2 separate regions of the Mus musculus genome follow, and region 1 is linked to region 2. A link is a contact called in public Hi-C data. All regions are on one chromosome and are shown on one strand. The core of a region is the stretch at or near the end of the contact, and the rest is flanking DNA. Distances in the headings are between cores, read along the strand shown. Region 1 has its middle 17 kb from the start of Gm30159. Region 2 has its middle 260 kb from the start of Pvt1.

Evidence for each region. A called contact is a pair of places that touch in the nucleus more often than the background predicts.
Region 1: a contact with region 2 is called in a Hi-C map of uterus, with 9 times the contacts expected there. The contact joins two enhancer-like sites. A contact is called at or near these places in 4 of 484 Hi-C or Micro-C datasets (bone marrow-derived macrophages and uterus) and 1 of 115 datasets of contacts at active chromatin or transcription factors (astrocytes).

The regions. Positions count from the first base shown.
Region 1 is chr15:63,161,068-63,164,420 of GRCm38.p6, reverse strand. No RefSeq gene overlaps it. Among named protein-coding and RNA genes, the nearest start is that of Gm30159, 17 kb to the right of the region's middle. Within about 2 kb of position 1,375, at least 37 of the 459 cell types and tissues checked have an H3K27ac peak or open chromatin away from gene starts, as enhancers often do. A contact at or near this core is called in uterus, where this site is marked.
Region 2 is chr15:62,293,949-62,297,152 of GRCm38.p6, reverse strand. No RefSeq gene overlaps it. Among named protein-coding and RNA genes, the nearest start is that of Pvt1, 260 kb to the right of the region's middle. Within about 2 kb of position 1,677, at least 64 of the 459 cell types and tissues checked have an H3K27ac peak or open chromatin away from gene starts, as enhancers often do. A contact at or near this core is called in uterus, where this site is marked.

The DNA of each region.
Region 1 (3,353 bases), core at 126-2,625, 870 kb before region 2:
CATGTCCCACCTCCTCCATCCTTCTACTCAAGCCTCCTCCATGGCTCTCCCCTCCTCCCCCATGGCATCAAATCCTCCCCTTTCTGAGCCAGACAATAGTTCTTTCTGGAACATCTTCCTTGGAAGGATAACAACAGTGTTTTTGCTGCTGGTGTCATCATGTGATCAAAGCATAGCTCAGGAAATGGGGTCCTCTGAAAACTGTTTATCTAAAATCTCTTGTTTCACCATTTGGAGTGTTTTAAGAGAACGGTCTGCACCTTCTCTCCCGAGGGCAAAGATTTCAGTTACCTGTGTACTAAGAGGCAAACAGAGGCCACACATACTTGTGCAGTAAAAGAAAATACCCCCCATGTAGAATGACCCCTGCCTGCCTTTGTGCCCCCCCCAACCACCACCACCCCCAACCCCAGCTGCTCTGGAGGACATGAGGAAATCCTGATCTAGTTTTTCACAGGAAGTCTGAGTGATTCTAGGCAGGGAAGATTTAAAGACAAAAAGCTCTAATTCCAGACTTAGGTGGGAGTGTTTTTATTACTGACAAAAACCAGAGTTCCCTTTCTGGGTTATTCAGATGAACTCAGAGTAAATATTTATCCTTTCAGCTAATAGGTCTGTTTCGAGGAGTTCGGTACTCCCAGACAACCAGGCTGATGGATCGTTTCTTGATTCCCCACTTGGAGGAGGACTGGGCAAAACTACTTGGCACAAAGAGCCCTTTTCCTGTGGCCTGCCTGTTTCTGTGTATGAGGTATAACACCCTTCTTTGTGCCAGAACAGGGTGGGTGTGAGGGAAGGCCTTGCTAGGACCTCCCAGCTCCACCATTCTGAAATGATTTAATGGTCATATCGTCAGTGTTCCCAGAGCAAACAGCCACCCACCTCTGAAGAGGAGAAAGATGGATGGCTACATCAGCAGCCCCCACCCTTCTCTTGTGTTTCAAAGCGGGACTTTGTTCACTGCAATTTGCACAGAGTGCAGAATTCATGCCATGGGCACTCCCAATGTACAGAGTACACAGGCACACACACACACACACACAGACGAGGATTTACATACATGAATAAATGCAAAGGTTACATATGGACATAATGCAGGGAGAGTTTTGAGGAGAGGGACTCCTCATTTATTCATCTTTGTATTCTCACATTGCCTAGCAATGCCTGGCACAGAGAAGATGATTAATACATAGTTTTTGAATGAATACATGAATAATTATAATTGCAACCATTTAGTTAGCACTTAGCAAGTGCCAGGCAAGAAGAAATGTGCTTCATAAACCATTCTCTTCTTTAACCCTCGCCAAGAGCCAGTGAGTGAGGTGCTCATACTCTCCTAGTTGCACAGATGTGAAGAGAGAAGGTTTTAGGCAAAGCATTTCGCTGAAGATGACAGCCTGGCTTGTGGTAGCAAAAGACATGTGACTCCAGAGCTGATGCTCATCCTTTCTGGAGCAAAGCTAAAAATACTTGTATAGCTGTCACATGTAGAGAGCAGCAGTGTCATTGCTGAGGCTCAAAACCTTATCTGTAAGCCTTGAGCATAAAGTGTCTTTGCTCTGCAACCCCAGTTATCTGGAGCTCAAGGATGCTCTGTCCTCAGAGTAAGGATGATGGGTCTCTGATGGATAGCAATAAGAACCTTTGTTTTGCACTTTTTGAGAAATACAGACATATCTGAAAGAGAGAATTGATCCCTCCCTTTCCCCCTCCTTCCCTATCCTCTTCCCCTCTCCCTCTTTCCCTCTCTCCTTTTTTTTTATTGGATATTTTATTTATTTGCATTTCAAAGGTTATTCACTTTCCCAGTTTCCCCTCCAGAAACCCCTTATCCCATCCTCCCTCCCCCTGCTTCTATGAAGGTGCTTCCCCACCCACCCACTCCTGCCTCCCTGCCATGGCATACACTGGGGCATCAAACTTTCACAGGACCAAGGGTCTCTCCTCCCCTTGATGTCTAACAAGGCCATCCTCTGCTACATATGCAGCTGGAGCCATGGGTTCCTCCATGTGTACTCTTTGGTTGGTGGTTTAGTCCCTGGGAGCTCTGGGGATGGGGGTGGGGGGAGTCTGGTAGGTTGATATTATTGCTCTTCCTATGGGGTTGCAAACTCCTTCAGTTCCTTCAGTTCTTTCTCTAACTCCTTCCTTGGGAATCCCATGCTCAGTCCAATGGTTGTCTGTGCGCATCTGCTTCTGTATTTGTCCGGCTCTGGTAGAGCTTCTCAGGAGACAGCTATGTCAGGCTCCTGTCATCAAGCACTTCTTGGCATCTGCAACAGTGTTTCAGTTTGGTGTTTGTATATGGGATGGATGCCCAGGTTGGGGAGTCTCCGGATGGCTTTCCTTTAATCTCTGCTCCAAACTTTGTCTCCATATTTGCTCCTATGAGTATTTTGTTACCCCTTCTAAGAAGGATTGAAGCTTCCACACTTTGGTCTTCCTTCTTCTTGAGCTTCATGTAGTCTGTGAATTATATCTTGGGTATTCTGAGATTTTGGGGTAATATCCATTTATTCAGTGAGTGCATACCATGTGTGTTCTTTTGTAACTTAGTTACCTCACTCAGGATGATATCTTCTAATTCCATCCATGTGCCTAAGAATTTCATAAATTCATTGTTTTTAATAGCTCTGTAGTACTCCATTGTGTAAATGTACCACATTTTCTGTATCCATTCCTCTGTTGAAGGACATCTGGGATCTTTCAAGCTTCTGGCTGTTGTAAATAAGGCTGCTATGAACATAGTGGAGCATGTGTCCTTTATTTCTTTCTATGTTGTATAACAGTGGCACAGAGGCCAATGTTTCAGTGAAACCAGCATCTGTAAAAGATGATACCTATTCCAGTTAATCCAGCTTTGCTTAGTTCACAAGTTCTCTAACTACATAAGCCTTTTAAAAAAAACGATCATTTCCATAAGGTCTACCTTCTATACGTTGCTAATTTCCAAAGTCCTTTAATATGAATATTTGTGCTATCACTTTAGACTCCTGTAAAGCACCTTTCTGTTCTAATACATACATGTGTATGTCCAGTTTTTATGGAACCCTGGGTATAAGCATTGCTATTCCCTTCCTCTTCTTTCCTCTCTTCTTCTTTCCTCCCTCCTTCTCTTCTCCCTCCTCTTCCTTCTTAGCTTCTACCCACTCCCTCCATTCCTTGTGCTCCTCTCAAAATCATGATTCCCCCATGCCTATGTCCTGAATACTGAGGTTAGTGGTGTGCATGACCTCATTTAACACTGTACTAATTTTCTGTTTGTCCCAGAAAAAATTAACACTTATTTGGCATTTTCTAGTGCTCCCTTATTGTCTTACTTTTCTGTAGGTCAGAAGTCTCAAGTAGACTTG
Region 2 (3,204 bases), core at 428-2,927:
GAGCCCAATACTACCATATATTATTGATCAAATTCTCCCATATGCTAGGCACTGTGATGAGCAGATTTTACAAATTGTTATCATACTGTTGTAATTATCCTCATTTTATAGACAAAGAGAGACGCGCAGAATGAGCTCATAAATTGTAGAGTGGAGAGTAAAGCCAGCCTCATAAGCACATTGCCCAGAAATTTGCCCACCACTCAAATAAGACATATCCTAATAAGGCCTAAACTCACAGGGAATAAACCCCTCCTATGAAACTGCAGACATCCTCAGCTACAGAGGGAGACTATGAATTCAAAAACAGATGACTAACATAAGAACACCTTGTAAGATCCTCTACAGATGCGGGCAGTGCTTTCTACTCTATGTTATTTCATAGACATTGGGAGAACCCAAAACTTACTCTAGAAGCCAATTGCATAAACTATATTGGACTTCCATTTCTTAGGGAAGTAAGCCAAGGCAAAAGTGGGAGACAGAAAAAATAAAAAGAGTCCAAGATGGAGTGGAACAGGCATGATTCCTACCACTGTTCTGTTCCCTCCTAGTACCCATTCTGGTTTTTAGTTCTACCTTAGTTCCTTCATGATTACAATTTCACTACCTCTATGCACTCTATGAGGGTGAGTTCAGTGATGTTTTCATAGCTAGATCATCATAGCTTGGCCCTGTGTCAGTTACATAGAGGATGAGCAATAAACACCAGGTAGGAGGAATTTAATATTAAACAAAGTGAAAGGTGTTTATAAGTTCACATAGAGAAAGAGCTTGGAAATGGAGGAATGTTTATTTTTTTATTCTGAGCTTTGAAAATAGAGGCCATAGGGTCTCCTAGACCTATATTCCCCAGCTAAGAATTAATAATATTACACCCACAAAATACATCCAAGGAGATAAAGCCACTAACCCTCAGACTTGACAAATTGAGTTTGATCCTCAGGACCCACAGGGTGGAAGGAAAGAACCAACTTCTACAAGTTGTACTCTAATCTTCACAACTATGCCATGGCATATTGTACAGGTACACACACACACACACACACACACACACACACACACCATGCATGCACACACAAATAAGTGTAATTTAAAAATTATTTTTAAAGCAGTGATATCAATCTATGAAGATAAATGAGACGAGGTGTATAATAATGATGTCAACTGTCATTTATTGATTCCTGCGGCCTATGCCAGGCCTGTTGTGCATACTAACTCTAATTTTCTAAATGGTGCTAGAAACTTTCTATTATCCCCATTTGAAGATGAAATAGCGAAGGCTCAGCAAGTCCTTAATAACTGCCACTTAAATCCAGCTCATCCATAAGGAGGTGGCACTGTAAAGGCTGGATGGCAAGGATGCAAGGCAGAAGGTTACCCTAATCTGAGTTCGCCAGGGTCCAGGCAGCTACGCCTATAGCAGGCTACAGAGTCAGAGTTTGAAGTGAGAAAAATCGAATGGGCTGACACACTTTACCAAAGACTCAAGTTCCAAGTAGGGTAGAAAGCCATCTGGCACCCCTGCTGCTCACAGCACAGCCACCTGGGTGCCCTTCTTTCTTCCTTTCCTCTCCTCCCTGCACCTAAAACAAACCTGTCCTGCAGGGAGCGAGAGCCAGAGCAAAGAAGCTGGGCTCCTCCCCCTTGCTTTGGGAGCAGAAGAGAAGACAGGAGGAAATTGTGCCAAAGGTCATGGTGTTCTGGTCAGCGTGTTCCAGCTTTGAAACTCTGAGAGCTGCCAGGGTCCAGGCAAGAAAAAAAAAAATGCTGCAGGCTGATCCACCTGCCAGCTCCGAAAAGCTCCAGCTGGGCTGCAGCCTCCATGGCAACTGCACCCAGCAAGCAAGGTTAAGATCCCCAGAGATTTCATTCCAGCCCCAGCAGCAGCACGGGAACCTGTGACTGCAGGAATGGCTAAGCTAGAAAGTACACAGGTCTTCAGAGTTGTGCCTGCAGACATTGCTGTCTTTGTCTCCCAAACCCTGCCTTATATATATCCTCGTTCCCAAAGTCCCCCAAAGGATAATAATCGTTTCTTCACTCCTGGGCTTTCTTTTTCCCATACTTTGCTTAGTGCTGAATCCTCCCATCTAATGTTGATATTCACTTTCTGAGAACCTGACACAGGGCCAAACTGTGACTGATTGTGGAACCACTATTCTCCTTGTAAAGTACACAGCTCGAGAGAGAAACTAGGCACTGAGTAGGCAAACTAAGATAGAACTAAAAATAGATTAGGTTCTTTGAGGACTCTATAGAAGAGGAAAGCAAACAGGAGTCCTATCAAGGTTTCTTTGGGTAGAAAACTCTGAGGTGAAGGACTGAAGAGTCAGCAGGAAGCTGCCATGTGGGGCCAGTAGTTGGGGGTAAGGGTTGTTAGCAAAGATGGAGAGATGGAGAACAAAGGTCCTGGGACAGGAAAAAAAAGAGGAGAAAATGTAAGGATCTGAAGCAGTGAAGAAGTATGATGCATGAGCAGGTGTTACCAACACAACCGGAGGGCGTTGAAAATACTCCTGATGTCTGGATGTCCCAGTTTCCCATCAAAAGATTATGAAAAGTTCTGAAGAGGTCTCTCAGTTGAAGGGATGCAGTAGCAACCTGAACCAGAAGAAGAAGAAGAAGAAGAAGAAGAAGAAGAAGAAGAAGAAGAAGAAGAAGAAGAAGAGGAGGAGGAGGAGGAGGAGGAGGAGGAGGAGGAGGAGGAGGAGGAGGAGGAGGAGGAGGAGGAGGAGGAGGAGGAGGAGGAGTAATAGTATGAAAATCAGTATGGGTATATCCTCTGCATGAAGCTAGTCCTGCACAAAATGTTGTCAGTGGTGGTCCTGACCCCACCTCCACCCCTAAAAAAAAAATGCTTAATGTGACTGATGTTTTCATTATCACTACAGCATCACCTTTCTGGCTCTAACTTCATCTTCTGTTGGTTTTCCCCAAAAAAATGGCAGACAAAATGGGATTGACGTACACAGCCCTAAGAACCCTAAAGGATGTCTTATAGAAGAATCCACACTGAAGACCTAGGGTGACACAGACTCAAATCTACCTCATGACTTAGGCTTAGGTTTGCAGGTGACCAGCCTTGCTAGGACTCATTTTTCTGTTCTGCAGAGTGAGGGTGATGATCCCTATATCTTAGTGCAGTGGCCAAATCTTAACACGACTCAGGAAAAGTCCCTGCACACAGCATGCATGAAAGGA